Linked DNA regions of Astyanax mexicanus: region 2 is linked to region 1. Evidence: chromatin contacts called from public Hi-C data. All regions are on one chromosome and are shown on one strand. The core of a region is the stretch at or near the end of the contact, and the rest is flanking DNA. Distances in the headings are between cores, read along the strand shown. Region 1 holds the start of gna11b (guanine nucleotide binding protein (G protein), alpha 11b (Gq class)). Region 2 overlaps gna11b (guanine nucleotide binding protein (G protein), alpha 11b (Gq class)).

Region 1 (3,057 bases), core at 5-2,504:
CTAGGTTATAATTATATTTTTTCTTTTTTTTGTTAATTATTTAATATTATGATGTAATTAACCAATCAGCAATACCATACATAGGTTTGTTCTTATCTATCCAGCTAACCTACCGTAACATTTTTTTAGTTAAGTTATAAAACCCACATAACTTACAGTGTCAGATTTAGGCCATACACATATCCAATCCAAACCTCTCTAACAGGGTTATATTTATACACTTTTTCTAATATATATTTTTTTATATTATGATGCATTTACCCTATCAGCAAATACCACAGGTTCGCTCTCGTCTAGGTTAAGTTAGCTAGCTAACGTTAGTTCTAGATCTAGGCAGCGTTATCTATAGAGAGATAGCTACATATACGAATACACGGTAGCACGTTCTGACAAGGAAGCACAAATCGACAGAACACCACCGAGGACCCACCGAGAAGCAGCAGCTTCAGCTCCCGCCTGGCGTCTCGCTTGTCTCGGCGCAGCTGCTTGTCGATCTCGGCGTTGATCCGTTTCGACTCCTTCGCCTCTTCACTCAGGCAGCAAGCCATCATAGACTCTAAAGTCATCCCCCCCGCTTTAGGAGCCCGGCCTCGTCGGGACTGGCCGCGGCGGATCTTCGAAATATGGTGGTGGTGGGGGAACAAATAGGAGGAAAAAAAATATCCCAATCCCTGTTTGGAGGCGAAAAAAAGCAAGAGGCGAGGTGGAAAGGGAGGTGGGGGAAGAGGAGGAGGAGGAGGAGAAGGAAAGAAGGAGGAGGACAGGGAGAATGAGGAGGAGGAGGAGAAAGAAAAAGAGGAGGAGGAGGAGGAGGAGGAGGGGGCTGGAAGTGGTGGTGGTGGTGGTGGGAGAAGGAGAAGGAGGAGGAGATCCAGGCGCTCCAGCAGTATCAGGCAGCAGCAGGAGAAGGAGCACCCAGGCAGGCTAGCTCTAGTCCCCTCTCCCCGGGAAAGCTCTGCGTCCTCGGCCGCTTTTCTGGCTGCGAACCCGGCTCACAGTCGCGGAGGCGGTGGAAAAGAGGAGGAAGAGGAGAAGGAGGGGGAGGAAGAGGAGGAGAAGAAGAAGAAAATGAGGCCTTGATTTGTCGAGAATAATTGAAGAAGAAAAAAATCCAGGGCAAAAAAAAAGACCAGAAAACTATCCCGCGGTAGCTGCGCCTGACACTCCCCCAGCGCCTCGCCTCGCTCACGGCTTCTCCAGCTCCAGCAGCAGCAGCAGCAGCGCCCAGGAAAGCGGGGCAGGCTGGACAGACAGGCGCGACATCCGTCCGTGAGCGCTATGGTTTAGCCAGCCCTCTCCCTCTCTCACTCCCTCACTCTCTCCCTCCCTCTCTCCCTCTCTCTCTCTACCCTGCTAATGGTTAAGAGATGACCTGCTGCAAAAAGGAAGAGGGAAAAAAAGAAAATGAAAGAAAAGTGAGCCCAGGCTGCAGTATGGCAAACAGTTTGAGCCTAAAATGACGCCACTAGACAAACCCAAAATGAAAATGTCAGATATCAGCTATGGGTTGATTCATATGAAGTAATATAGTACTTTAGGCAGAGATTAACTAGTAAAAATAGAATATAAAGTTTAAACTTTATTTCAGTAATTCAGTTTGAAATATGAAATTATTTTATTTTTATAGAAGTATTAGACACAGCATGATCTATTTTAAGCATGTATTTCTTTTATTGTTGGTTTATGATTATGAACAACAGCCAATGAAAACCCAAAAAATCAATCTCTCACAAGATTAGAATATTATATAAGACATGCATGAAGCATGAAGTGCACTGCACTGACTTTGGACTTGATATAACACAGTGGATCAACACCAGTAGATGACATGGCTCTCCAAACCATCACTGACATCAGTAAATTCTGCATTTCATTTGAATATCAAGGAAAACCAGAGTCTGGAGGAAAAGTGTAGAGACACACATTCCAAGCTGCTTGAGGTCTAGTGTGAAGTTTCCACAATCAGTGATGGTTTGGAGAGTCATGTCATCTGCTGGTGTTGATCCACTGTGTTGTTTCAAGTCCAAAGTCAGTGCAGTGTTTTCCAGAAAATGTGTACAGCACTTCATGCTTCCCTCTGCTGACAACTTTTATGGAGATGTGGATTTCATTTTCCAGCAGGCCTTGTCACACTGTCCACACTGACAAAAAAAACATTTGGTCTATTATAGTATTACAATTTTCTGAGACAGTGCTAAAAGAAATAAATGCTTAAAATAGATCACTGTGTGTTATACATCTATATAATATGAGTTTTAAATTTTGAACTGAAATACTGAAAAAAAGTAACTTTTCAATGATATTCTATTTTTTGAGAAGCACTAGTAAATAGTTCCTATTTCCATTTTTACTTTACTACATATTTTCTATGAGTTTAATACATTTACTCAGATTTTGTATGTGCTGCATCTTTATTTGTTACAATAATAAAAATGTTACAAATCATCCCACATTTCCACTGCCAGAGCGGTAGATGCTCTAAGCTGTCATCGGAATTGATGACGCTGCTCATTAATGTGTGAATCGCGCTATCAAGCTGATTGTGTCTATGAAAAATTTGCCAAATCTTGTTTGCCAATGCCAAACTGCTTATTCTGCTGTTTTTTTCTGGTTGGCACCTGATTGGTAGCACCTGTTAACATGTGCGATAGGGCAACTTCAAGCTGGTTTCCCAACAACCAAGTTGTGGAATTATTTGGAATGAGCCCTACTATCATCTCATAATTGAAAGTAAAGTTTATTCTAACGGGGGGATGTCACAGACAGGCCGCAAAGTGGGCGTCTCAAGAAGAACCCAAGAAGATCCTCAAACACTGAATGAGTTAACGGCAGAATAAGCTGTTTGGTAATGGATTTTTCATGGGCGCAACCCACATTCTCATCGCTGCTCATCCCACAACAAAGAAAAAATCTGCCAAACACAAATGTCTACATTTTGTGCTATGTTTATTTTTCTGTTACACAGAGTCCTATTTTAATGACAATACTTCTTGATGCAAATGCATTTATTAGAATGAGTGTCCATTCATTCCGATTGTATCGTATTGATATGTGGCA
Region 2 (3,326 bases), core at 228-2,727, 50 kb before region 1:
GGAAAGCAGGGGCACCTTCTCTGGATCCTTTAGAAGTTGAAGAAGCGGTCTATCCACAATTAACTGGGCTACAACAACTAAGTGGACACATTTTACTTGGAGCTTTGAGAAAGGACACTGGTGTTCTCGAATGTCATGGTACAGCAGCATGTAAATTGATCATGAAGTGTTAGTTTAGGGGGCAGCTTGGGAATACCCATACCTGTTTAAATTATGAAGTGCTATCTTGTGCGTAAGGCTGGTTGAACACAGGCCATTGGGCGCATGGCAAGGCTATGTGAATTATTAGAATTCAAGCTTTCAAGCTGAATTATTAGAATTCAGGCCCACAGGCCTGATTGTGGGTTCCAGATGTACAGGATTTTCATTTTCTAAGGATGTATGAAATTTTTGAAATTTCAGTGTATAGATTTATAAGTGTATACAAATGTCTCGGCCTCTTCATACATCACGCTAATGGTAAGACACAAGAAAAGGGACAGTACTTAAGGTCAAAAAAGAGGAAAAGAAAGAACCCTGCTGAAGTGACCTAGTCGTGAACTTCCTCTTTCACGTAACCACACGGCTTCCTGTGTCTGCCACATGAGAGGCATTCGGCCAGTCAAGGAATCCATTCAAAAACACAGCAGATTACATCTGCTCAAGAGTGTGAGAGAGGGATTCCACACTTAGAATTCTCAAAATGGCAAATTAACTGCCAATAGATAACAGCAGACAATGTCCTTCAAGCTCCAAAACAGCATAATATATGGGCCAAAAGTATTGTGATATCTACTTATTCATTGTTTCTTCTGAAATCAATGGTATTAAAATGGAGCTTATCCTGTTTTTGTTTGATAAACTGTCTCTACTGTTTAGAGAAGACTTGATATGACTTTGAAGGAGCACTGCTTTAAGATTTGATTACATTCAGTGACAAAAGGTGCAATGTACAGTAACTGAATGAATTCATTAGAAGGGGTGTCCACAAACATTTGTGCATTTAGTGTATATCCGTAATAGGATGGGTTTTAAAGTTTGTAGTTGCCAGGAATGTGCCTTTTGTATCAGGCTTACATTGAGCTTAGCCCTCAGAGGACATAGCATTTTTTATTATTGTAATACATACATTTATTATTATATTATTTTAAATATAATGTAATGCTATAACATTGTCCAGCACTGCCTTAAAGTTTACAATCTGCACTCTAAAAAATGCATTATCCGGTTGATTCACTGAACTTCTAGTTTGAAATAATGATTAAGAAAACGTCATGATTTCGTCACTGGCAACAGAAGTGTATGCAACCTTTAAGGGTTAAACACCGGTCACCTGAACGTGCCGGACAAGTGCTGGGAACAGAGCTAGATGGCGTTAGAGGACGGGTGCGGGCGAGGTGGCTGAGCACAGGGATGGATTTTGGGGCGGACAGCGCCCCCGCCGCCGCTTCAGTCCTGAGCCAGCAGCCCACAGAGGGGCCTTTGATAAATGAGGCCCTCTAGGAGAGCCTGCCTAAAATAAAGCTCCTTCACATCGTCGTCCTCATTTCCTTCAGCCGGGGGCTTGCTGACCTACTTCCAAACATGCACGGGCTCTATAATGTAGGACGCGCCGCCACGGTCGCTCAGGCAAAACTTCAGAACGGACACGGAGAGCAGTGGGAGAGAGGGAGAGAGAGAAAGAAGAATGACAGGAAGAAAAAGAGGAACAGAGAAAAGATGTGAAGGAAAGGAGAACAAGAAAAAGAAAGTACTGACAGAGAAAAAGGCATGAGAAGGAAAAGAAGAATAAGGACAATGAAGGAGAGAGATTAGCAGAAATTACTGACAGAGAAGAAAGACAAGAGTGAGTTTATTATGACAAAAATAATTATGAGTAAGAGACAGTGAGACATTGTTTTATGGGACATATATAATGGAGATGTTTTGGGATACAGATAATTGAGAGAGAAAGAATGTATGAGTGTAGAGTTTATTTTGATAGAAAGAATAGAATATTAGAAGAAAAAAAGATGTATATGACAGTATTTGAACGAAAGAATATATTAAGAATACATTAAGAGAGTAGTCATAAGAAAGAGATAGTTATAGATTGCCCTGTTGAAATGTTCATTTCAAGAATAGTTTCTTATGGCCTAAGCAGGTCTTAGACGGTCAACATGGTTAAATGCTGGTTAACAAGATCTTGACCAGCAAATTGTGTGTTACATTTGATTCTTATCATGCTGGTCTGATACAGATACTGGTTGTCCAGATTGGTAAGGTTGATCATGATTGTAGACCAAATTCTAACAAAAATATACCCTATGCTGGACAAAAACTAAGGTGGTGAACCATCGTAGACTATATGTTGATTCAGGTTAAAAATTTAAAAGTGACAGATTTAGAGGAAAAAAAAGAGATACTGTGTCAGAGTGAGAGATGGCAAAGGAGAAAGACGTAAAAGAGAGTGTATGAGAGAGAGAGACGGTTAGAAAAAGACAATTATGAGAATATGAGAAAGTCTCTATGAAAGACACTGTATTAAAGAGACTATTATGAGACGATGTGACAGATTGTATTGGAGAGACTGTATGAATGAGACTATTACAGGCCTGTGGGAGAAACTGTAGAAAAGAGAGAGAAAGAAAAAGAGAGAGAGAGAGATACTGTATGTGAAAGTATAAGACAGATGCGAAAATCGCTGTTCTTGACAGAAAGGCTCAAGATACAAACTGTAAAAGAAATGACTGTGGGAGTTATTGTTTTCTTTGTTGGATCAATATGAGCGAAAAATACCAGTTTAATTAGGAAACAGTATCAGCTAATCTTCTCTTATTGACCTTCAGACACAAACCAAAAACAAAGTCATATCCATCTGTCTAGCCTCTGTCCAAATAAAGAAACCTAAAACAGTCCCACCCAGAGAGGCTCGTTCCTCTTGCTGCTGAAAACAGGTTTGTGGGTTTTCAGAACTCAAGATAAAGGAAAATTGATGGATCTGCAGTAAAGCGAAGTCTGCTATGATTGATGCTGGGGTTCAGTTTGATCTTTTTAGGTCCCAAAACTCGACTCCTGCATGAAACTGGTGGCTGAAAATTGAAGACTCGCTTTTAAAGTACGTTTAAAGGGACTAGGCTCATTTCTACACCAAATCCGAGACCAGAGCAACTGAATTATAGAGGCTCTTCTACCTGAAAATGATGCTCTGCAAGTCGAAAGGGTACTCAATGATCCCTGTGGTTGGGATTCGAACCCTAAGCACATCCTGCTGGGTGGGTAGATAGTTCGACTCAGCAATACGATCCAGATCGGATAGATAGCTAGAGAGAAAGAGAGAGAGAGAGAGAGAGAGAGAGAGAGAGAGA

Evidence for each region. Hi-C and Micro-C count contacts between places; a contact is called where the count stands out from the background.
Region 2: a Hi-C map of muscle shows a contact between it and region 1, with 9 times the contacts expected there. The contact joins the enhancer-like site here to the promoter of gna11b in region 1. A contact is called at or near these places in 2 of 3 Hi-C or Micro-C datasets (both in muscle).

The regions. Positions count from the first base shown.
Region 1 is chr4:46,681,927-46,684,983 of AstMex3_surface, reverse strand. gna11b (guanine nucleotide binding protein (G protein), alpha 11b (Gq class)) reads right to left here and starts at 1,254. Exons shown (of 8, transcript XM_022678952.2): 1 at 431-1,254. The coding sequence starts at 566.
Region 2 is chr4:46,732,157-46,735,482 of AstMex3_surface, reverse strand. gna11b (guanine nucleotide binding protein (G protein), alpha 11b (Gq class)) reads right to left here. Exons shown (of 8, transcript XM_022678952.2): 5 at 3,153-3,281. Among protein-coding and RNA genes, the nearest start is that of chico, 11 kb to the left of the region's middle. Within about 2 kb of position 1,477, the one cell type or tissue checked has an H3K27ac peak away from gene starts, as active enhancers do.